Linked DNA regions of Mus musculus: region 2 is linked to region 1. A link is a contact called in public promoter capture Hi-C data. All regions are on one chromosome and are shown on one strand. Each heading gives the region's core, a stretch centred on a gene start, on an enhancer-like site or on the middle of the called end of the contact. The rest is flanking DNA. Distances are from core to core; before and after follow the strand shown.

Region 1 (3,674 bases), core at 650-3,149:
TTATTGATCTTTTATGTCAATAATAAATAATAAACAAACAAACAAATCAGAATGTTTGATCCTAGCTCTCAGAAGGCATAGATAGACAGATCTCTGAGTTCAAGGCCAGCCTAGTCCACAGAGATAATTCAAGGACAGGCAGAGTTATAAAGTAACCCTGTCTTAAAAACAAAAACAATAACAAATAAAAAATAAAACCAAAAATCTCTTTGGGCTGGAGAGATTGTTCAGCAATTTAGAGTACTGACTACTGTTCCAGAGAACCCTGGTTCAACTCCCAGCACCCAAGGGCAGCTGGTCTGTAATTTTCAGTGCCAGGAGATCTGATGCCTTCACACAGACATAAATGTAGGCAGAACACCAATGCAATGAAATAAAAATAAACAAAAAGATTACCATACAAAGTAAGGGGTTTTATTATAGCACTTTCTTTTTTCTTTTTTTTAAATTTATTTATTTATTTTATGTATATGAGTACTCTATTGCTCTCTTCAGACACAGCAGAAGAGGGTAATCAGATACAATAACAGATGGTTGTGAGCCACTATGTGGTTGCTGGGAACTGAACTCAGGAACTTCAGAAGAGCAGTCAGTGCTCTTAAGCCATCTCTCCAGCACTTATTATGGCATTTTCACACCAGTATATTCCAGAGCTTTCTATTCAAGCTCTCAAGGATAGCTATTAATTTGGTGCTGAAAACTATCTTGAAGGGAAGCCAAGTTTCCATTTCCATGTATTGCTTACCTTCAGGGGGAAGATCATAGATTTGTGTTTGTGTGTGTGTGTGTGTGTGTGTGTGTGTGTGTGTGTGTGTGTGTGTGTGTGTGTTCACTTGGGCATGTGTGGAAGTCAGGGGTGGAGTCCATCCTCCCTCTTCATCAGGAGGATTCTGGCGATTATGCTCCGGCTGGCAGGCCTGATGATGAGCACCTTAACCCACTGAGCCATCTCGCTTACCCAACTGCTGTTGACTGTGAGGACTCAGAAAGCAATTTGGTCAGCACTACACAGGTTGCAAGTTGATGAGCTGGAGTTCAAGTCCAGGTCTTTGACTCCAAATTGACTGTCTGTCTGGTCCAGAGCATCCGTTGCTTGCCACCACTGGCAGCCACCTGTCCTATAAAGGCCGCTCTTGCTCAGTGTTGGTCGGGCTAGAAACAGATCAAAGAATGGAATGAGAGGATGGGCTTGGGAGAACCACACGTGTTTGTTGCTAAGGGGAAAAGAAGAGGAAAAGAGCAAGAGGCCTGGCTTCTGGATATGGCCTTGAAGTAAAGGGTCCTGAGGGAGTGGGGTTCGGGGTGGGGTGGGGTGGGTACCACTGACTCCACCCCTCCTTGGAGTTCAAAGGATCTCTGCTGCCTGCTCTTCTACAGGATGAATCCAGCCACGGAAGGGGGTGAGCACCACAAAGCGTTTCACATCCTTTGGTTGTGGAGGGGTGAAAGGAGGAACACAGTTTGCATATGTTGAACATTTGAGATCAGACTTCCTGGGCTCATGAGATTTTTCCCAGCAAGTCTAAATGTTATGTCTCTTCCTTAATCACCCCATATGCTCTTCCTCTTCCACGTTAGTACCTACTTACTCAGGGTTCTTCTTCTCAGGCCACCCTACCCCTAAGTTCCTTCAGACTTCTGCTTCCACGGTGTATGCTGGTTTGGGGCAGCCTGGAATAATGACTGTTGGTTTTCTTTCCCACCCTGTGGGAGCCACTAAGAATTCAGCACCAGGCTGAGGAGGACCAAGGGCTGGGATTTTGCAACTGGTTTTTTGTGAGTCACTGTGCACTCTGAGTACCCACCCACTGGAGGCATCTTAGCTTGTGGGAACCCACGTGGAGGGACTGAGGCTTTCTCGGTAGCCTTGTCAGTGCACAGCAGAAGTGAACAGCCTTCAGTTGAGGAAATTGTGGCTGGACAGGCAGTGAGGTAGTTCTGCTGTGTCCTGCTGACAGTTAGCTGCGAGCCTATTGACATCTGAGCACCTGGAGAAGACAGGGCCCCCGTAGTCTGCTCTGTCCTGTGGTGATGTTGGGGCAAGCTGTCCTGTTCACAACCTTTCTGCTCCTCAGGGCTCATCAGGGCCAAGGTAAGGATTTTTGTGTTGGTGTGGGATGGGGCCTGGCATACACCCATGGGTGCCTGAGTGTGTGAGGGAGATCAGAAGTTAGAGCCTCTGATTATGCCATTTCGATAGTCACCTGGAACACAGAAAGCCAGAGGAGAGGTTAGAGAAGGTGGTCCAGGTCCTTAGGGCTATTGTAAAGTGGGTGGAGTTTAGTCTGTATGAAAACTGTGGAAAACTGGAGCGATGTGTGTACAAGCCTTCTCTGGAGCAATGTGTGCATTAGCTTTCCCTTTTCTCGCTCTGGGAGTGGATTCATCACCAGCCATAGCTTTTTCCTTCATTCCGACACAGTTTCACACAAACACCACCTTGTCATTGTCACCTTCCCCACAGAATTCGTGTCCATTCTGAAGAAAAGGATGGTCTGGGAGTTGTGAGGAGTCCCTGGATGCTTTGGGTCTGGGTGAGGTAAGGTAGAGAAAAGAAGGTAGGACAGGCAGGGTCTCACGAGTCAGCACAGAGACTGCTCCACTTTGGGTGGGTTGGGTTGAGCCTTGCATTTCTCAGGGACTGTTTTCTAGTTGTCACTGTGCTGGAGGGGACCCCGGGAGTCCCTCTAGCAGGCCCAACTCATTTGCATTCAGCTTCTGGTCACCTTACCTCCTCTCAAATGAGGCATGAATGGAGGAATCTCTTCCTGAGGAAGAGATTTTGGCTCAGGACTCAAAGAGACTCTGGTTCAGTAGAAGTCACCCCAGGGGCAGCCAGATGATGATGACAAACCTTTCTTACTAAAGTGTGATATCTGCATATCAGTGTACGTGTCAGTGAGTCACTTTTCTGATGACTTTGGGACAATCGTGCGTTTATGTCCACTCATTGTCTACTGTCTTTCCCATAAACATAAGCAATATTCTCACTCCAAATCTCACAGATTAGTTTTGCCTGGATGTACGTGGCATCCCATGGTATGGGTTCCTGACTTCTTTTACTTGACACTTCTATGACGTTTGTCTATGTATCTTATCTCTTTGATGGGAGTTTCCAGTCCCTGCATGCCATGCATCTGGGTGAGATAAGACAACTCCATCCCAGGCTTACACCATCCTCTGCTCACTCTCTTGAGGGTGAGCACCTGATCTTTAAAATGGTTTTACAGTAGTGCCATGAGCCTTTCTGTCACACAGCAATACACCTTCAAGGTCACATCATGGGGTCTAAGTGTCTATATTCTTAGTGGGTGTTGTCAAACTGTTTCAGGAATGTTTGAGCCATCTAGTACATGGGATTTCAAGTTGTCACAAGGCAACTGGCATTTTGTTCTGTGTGCCTGTGAACAGGAAATGAAATTGCAATGATGTAGAGCCCACAAAGCAAAAGGCCAAAGCCATGGCTTGATAACTTCTTTGACATTTTGCATGCAACCCCTATAGCAGAGCCAGTCATGAATTAATTATCATATTTACAATGACTTTTCTATATTATGAGAACTAGGCAAAATTTAGCAAGGAAACAGTTGAGCTGAGGTCAATTTTTTGTTTTTAAAGATAGAATCTCTCATATTCTAGGCTGTCGTATAAGACCGAGCTTTGGTCATGGGAGG
Region 2 (3,674 bases), core at 566-3,065, 1.1 Mb after region 1:
TGTTTTCTTCTTAAGTGATAGAGGTTAGAACCAGAAATCCTTGGGTTAAGGAGGAAGATATGGGACAATGGAGATCTTGGTTACAAATAACCTTTCTACCTTCTTTCTTTTTCCCTCTGTCTTTCTCTTATTTCTCTAAAATGCCATGTTTATTGTAGTTTTGGCATTTGGAGAAATGATAGAATGAAGGTGAAATTAATTATGTGTAAGGCAGAAAGAAACACAGGGAAAAATTCACTAGATGATGTATCATTTGAGCCTGATCTAAAGGTGCAAGTTTGACCTTAGATACATTCAGCAACTGTTTATTTCTTATGGGGAGTCAGAAAAGCAGGTAGATTTTATAGTGGAAAGACACAGAGTGGTAGCAACCAAGCTTCAATAGGAGAATGACCAAATTCATAACAATTTGACAAAATTTAAGACTGCATATTCTTTAAATGAGTATTTGTGTATATGATAGTCAAGGGTTAAAACAATGGCTTTATGATAGTATTTACTGGTTCAACCTATTGAGTTGCTGTGTCAACCTCTGCTTGCAGCTTGTTAAGGAAAGGTGATTCCCTCCCTTTCCCTCTCCCCCTCCCCCTCCCCTCCCTCTCCCCCTCCCTTCCCCTCTCCCTCTCCCCCCCTCTCCCCCTCCCCTCCTCCCCTCTCCCCCTCCCCTCCTCCCCTCTCCCTCCCTTCCCCTCCTTCTCCCTTCCCCCTCCCCTCTCTCCCCTCCTCCTCCCCCTCCCCTTCTCCCTCTCCCTCTCCCATCAGTCCTAACCAGAGGACAAGGAAGTAGTAAAAGGGAAGCCTTGTATCTTCACTATAAAGGATACAACCTAGAGAATGTCTCTTTTCTGTCCAAATCTCATTCTGACCTATAGCTGATGCTGAGAAATTGACTTTGTTAGGATGGGAATGCATCTAACTAAAAATGGAATTACTGAATGAATGGTTCTCTGCTTCAGGGGATACACTATTTTTCTCTAATTTCTCAATTAGAGGGCAACTCATGAATGGAATGAAAGAATGGATGAGCTTGTGCGGGGTTCAGAAGCAAGGCCAAGGAGCATGGTATTCAACTAGAAGACTGAGGTAAGCAGAGAACTGCTTAACTGTTGCTAGGCAGTGTGGAGGGACTTCTTAGACTCTGAACAAAAGAAGCAAATGCTGACTATCCTGCCTCCTCCCTGAAGCTTCCACATTATAAAAAAGAAACAAAAAAACAAAAAAACCCCCCAAAAACCCCCAAAACCCAAAACCCCCAAACCAAAAAAAACCCAAAACATCAAACAAACAAAACCCAGTCTGTTACACAAGATTGTGACCAATGGTACATTTGGGATAGGACAGGTGTTCCATTCAGTCAAAGGTCTCTGATAAGTCTAGGCAGTTGGCCAGGGAAAGTTTGTTCTTGGTACTGGGAATGGAATGCTTGTTTTCTTCATTTCCCAATATGGAAAAGAGCAGCTTCCAGGACAGGTTAGCAGACACTGGAGATGCAGCCATCATATGCACACACACAAGTGCTCATCTATTAAGCTAAAATTTCCCATTATTTTTCTCAGTAGAGCTAGGCCAAGTGGAGCCTTGGGAAGCTTTCTCATTTTTCCTGTCACACAGAAGCTGGTGATTCAGGGGTCACAGGAGTTTGTAATAAATAACCCACATTGATTTCTCTGTTCTAGAATGATTTTTTTTTTGCTTCTCTTTCTCCCAGTGGTCTGACGTTTACCCCAAGAGGCAGTGTTAGGAAATCATTTACAAAGTGGTTCAGCCCCTCCATCTGCTATAGTTATAAATCTGAGGATGGGCTGGGCCCGAGGCAAGCGTTCCAGGACTCCTTGTCCTTGATCTTTCAGACAAAACACTGTCCTCTTAGTCCAGATCCCAGCAGCATCCATAGCCATGGAGAAGCTACTCTGGTGCCTTCTGATCATGATCAGCTTCTCTCGGACTTTTGGTCATGAAGGTAGGAGCTATCATAAAGATCTTTTCCCTATGGGAGAATGGTCGGAACTTAATATTTTGCATAAGGAATCAAGGATCAGGATCAGGGTAGCTGTGTATTTATGTAACCTGGGAGAGGACCAGATGACCCTTGATCCCAAACTCTACCTGTAAGGGAGGAATAAGTCTTCATTATCTGAGAAACTACTTACTTTCTTGGTTTTCTGTTTCACAGACATGTTTAAAAAGGCCTTTGTATTTCCCAAGGAGTCAGATACTTCCTATGTGTCTCTGGAAGCAGAGTCAAAGAAGCCACTGAACACCTTTACTGTGTGTCTCCATTTCTACACTGCTCTGAGCACAGTGCGCAGCTTCAGTGTCTTCTCTTATGCTACCAAGAAGAACTCTAACGACATTCTCATATTTTGGAATAAGGATAAACAGTATACTTTTGGAGTGGGTGGTGCTGAAGTACGATTCATGGTTTCAGAGATTCCTGAGGCTCCAACACACATCTGTGCCAGCTGGGAGTCTGCTACGGGGATTGTAGAGTTCTGGATTGATGGGAAACCCAAGGTGCGGAAAAGTCTGCACAAGGGCTACACTGTGGGGCCAGATGCAAGCATCATCTTGGGGCAGGAGCAGGACTCGTATGGCGGTGACTTTGATGCAAAGCAGTCTTTGGTGGGAGACATCGGAGATGTGAACATGTGGGACTTTGTGCTATCTCCAGAACAGATCAGCACAGTCTATGTTGGTGGGACACTCAGCCCCAATGTTTTGAACTGGCGGGCACTGAACTATAAAGCACAGGGTGATGTGTTTATTAAGCCGCAGCTGTGGTCCTGACCTACTGTTGTGAGCCCTGAAGCACCTCCTGGGATTACATTCTCTCCCTTGTCTCGGGTTATGAACCTTTTAGCCCCAGCAGATGTTGTAGGTCTGTTCTGTGAATATGGCCTTTCACTTCTCTGCTTTGTGGTCCTCAGCACTAGAGCACGGAATTTAAATGGAAGGCTTCCAGCATAAGCATCCCACTAGGACTCTACCAAAGAGAATCTGACTTACCCATGGTTTTATATATATATATGTAAATATCCATATATATATATATAATTGAAAAAATTTCAGACATAATTCTTCTCCCTCACATAGATGAAAAAATAGATGCACAGAAAGGAGAATAATTTTTTATTGTTTTTGTTTTATAATGTCATCTTGAGTGCTGTATTTACATACTTTCTATCCCTCCCTCTTCAGATCCTTTCCTATCCTTCCAAATTCTCTCTCAAATTCATGATGTCTTATTATTAGCCTTATGCATATATACATATGCATAATACCTATCATCTATCAATCAATCAATCAATCAATCAATCTATCTATCTATCTATCTATCTATCTATCTATCTATCTATCTATCTATCTACCTATCTATCATCTATTCATCAGTCATCCATCTTACTGATTACATTTAGTGCTTCTTGTATTTTGTTGAAGACTGGACACTGGATAATCTATCAGGAGGGCCCCTCCCTGAAGACTGATTGTCCTTTTCTCAGCAGCCACTGATTACCTCTAGCTCTTCATATAGGGTTCTGTCTTTGTGAAATTTCTTCTGTCCATGTTGCATGTCAATTGGTGTCATTATGCAGGTCTTGTTTGGGCAACCTAGAGTGATGGAGCACTGACTACACTGTGCTCAGAATCAGTTCTTTTCTGGAATAAAATCTGTA

The links. Promoter capture Hi-C pulls out the DNA fragments that hold promoters and counts their contacts.
Region 2: a promoter capture Hi-C map of liver shows a contact between it and region 1, with 2.1 times the contacts expected there. The contact joins the promoter of Crp here to the promoter of Cd244a in region 1. A contact is called at or near these places in 2 of 39 promoter capture datasets (the 3T3-L1 cell line and liver).

The regions. Positions count from the first base shown.
Region 1 is chr1:171,557,294-171,560,967 of GRCm38.p6, forward strand. It overlaps Cd244a (CD244 molecule A), which reads left to right and starts at 1,900. Exons shown (of 9, transcript NM_018729.2): 1 at 1,900-2,092. The coding sequence starts at 2,032. It overlaps Gm35200 (a long non-coding RNA gene), which reads right to left. Exons shown (of 5, transcript XR_373705.3): 3 at 1-1,152.
Region 2 is chr1:172,696,241-172,699,914 of GRCm38.p6, forward strand. Crp (C-reactive protein, pentraxin-related) reads left to right here and starts at 1,816. Exons shown (of 2, transcript NM_007768.4): 1 at 1,816-1,960; 2 at 2,174-3,674. The coding sequence starts at 1,897. The coding sequence ends at 2,787.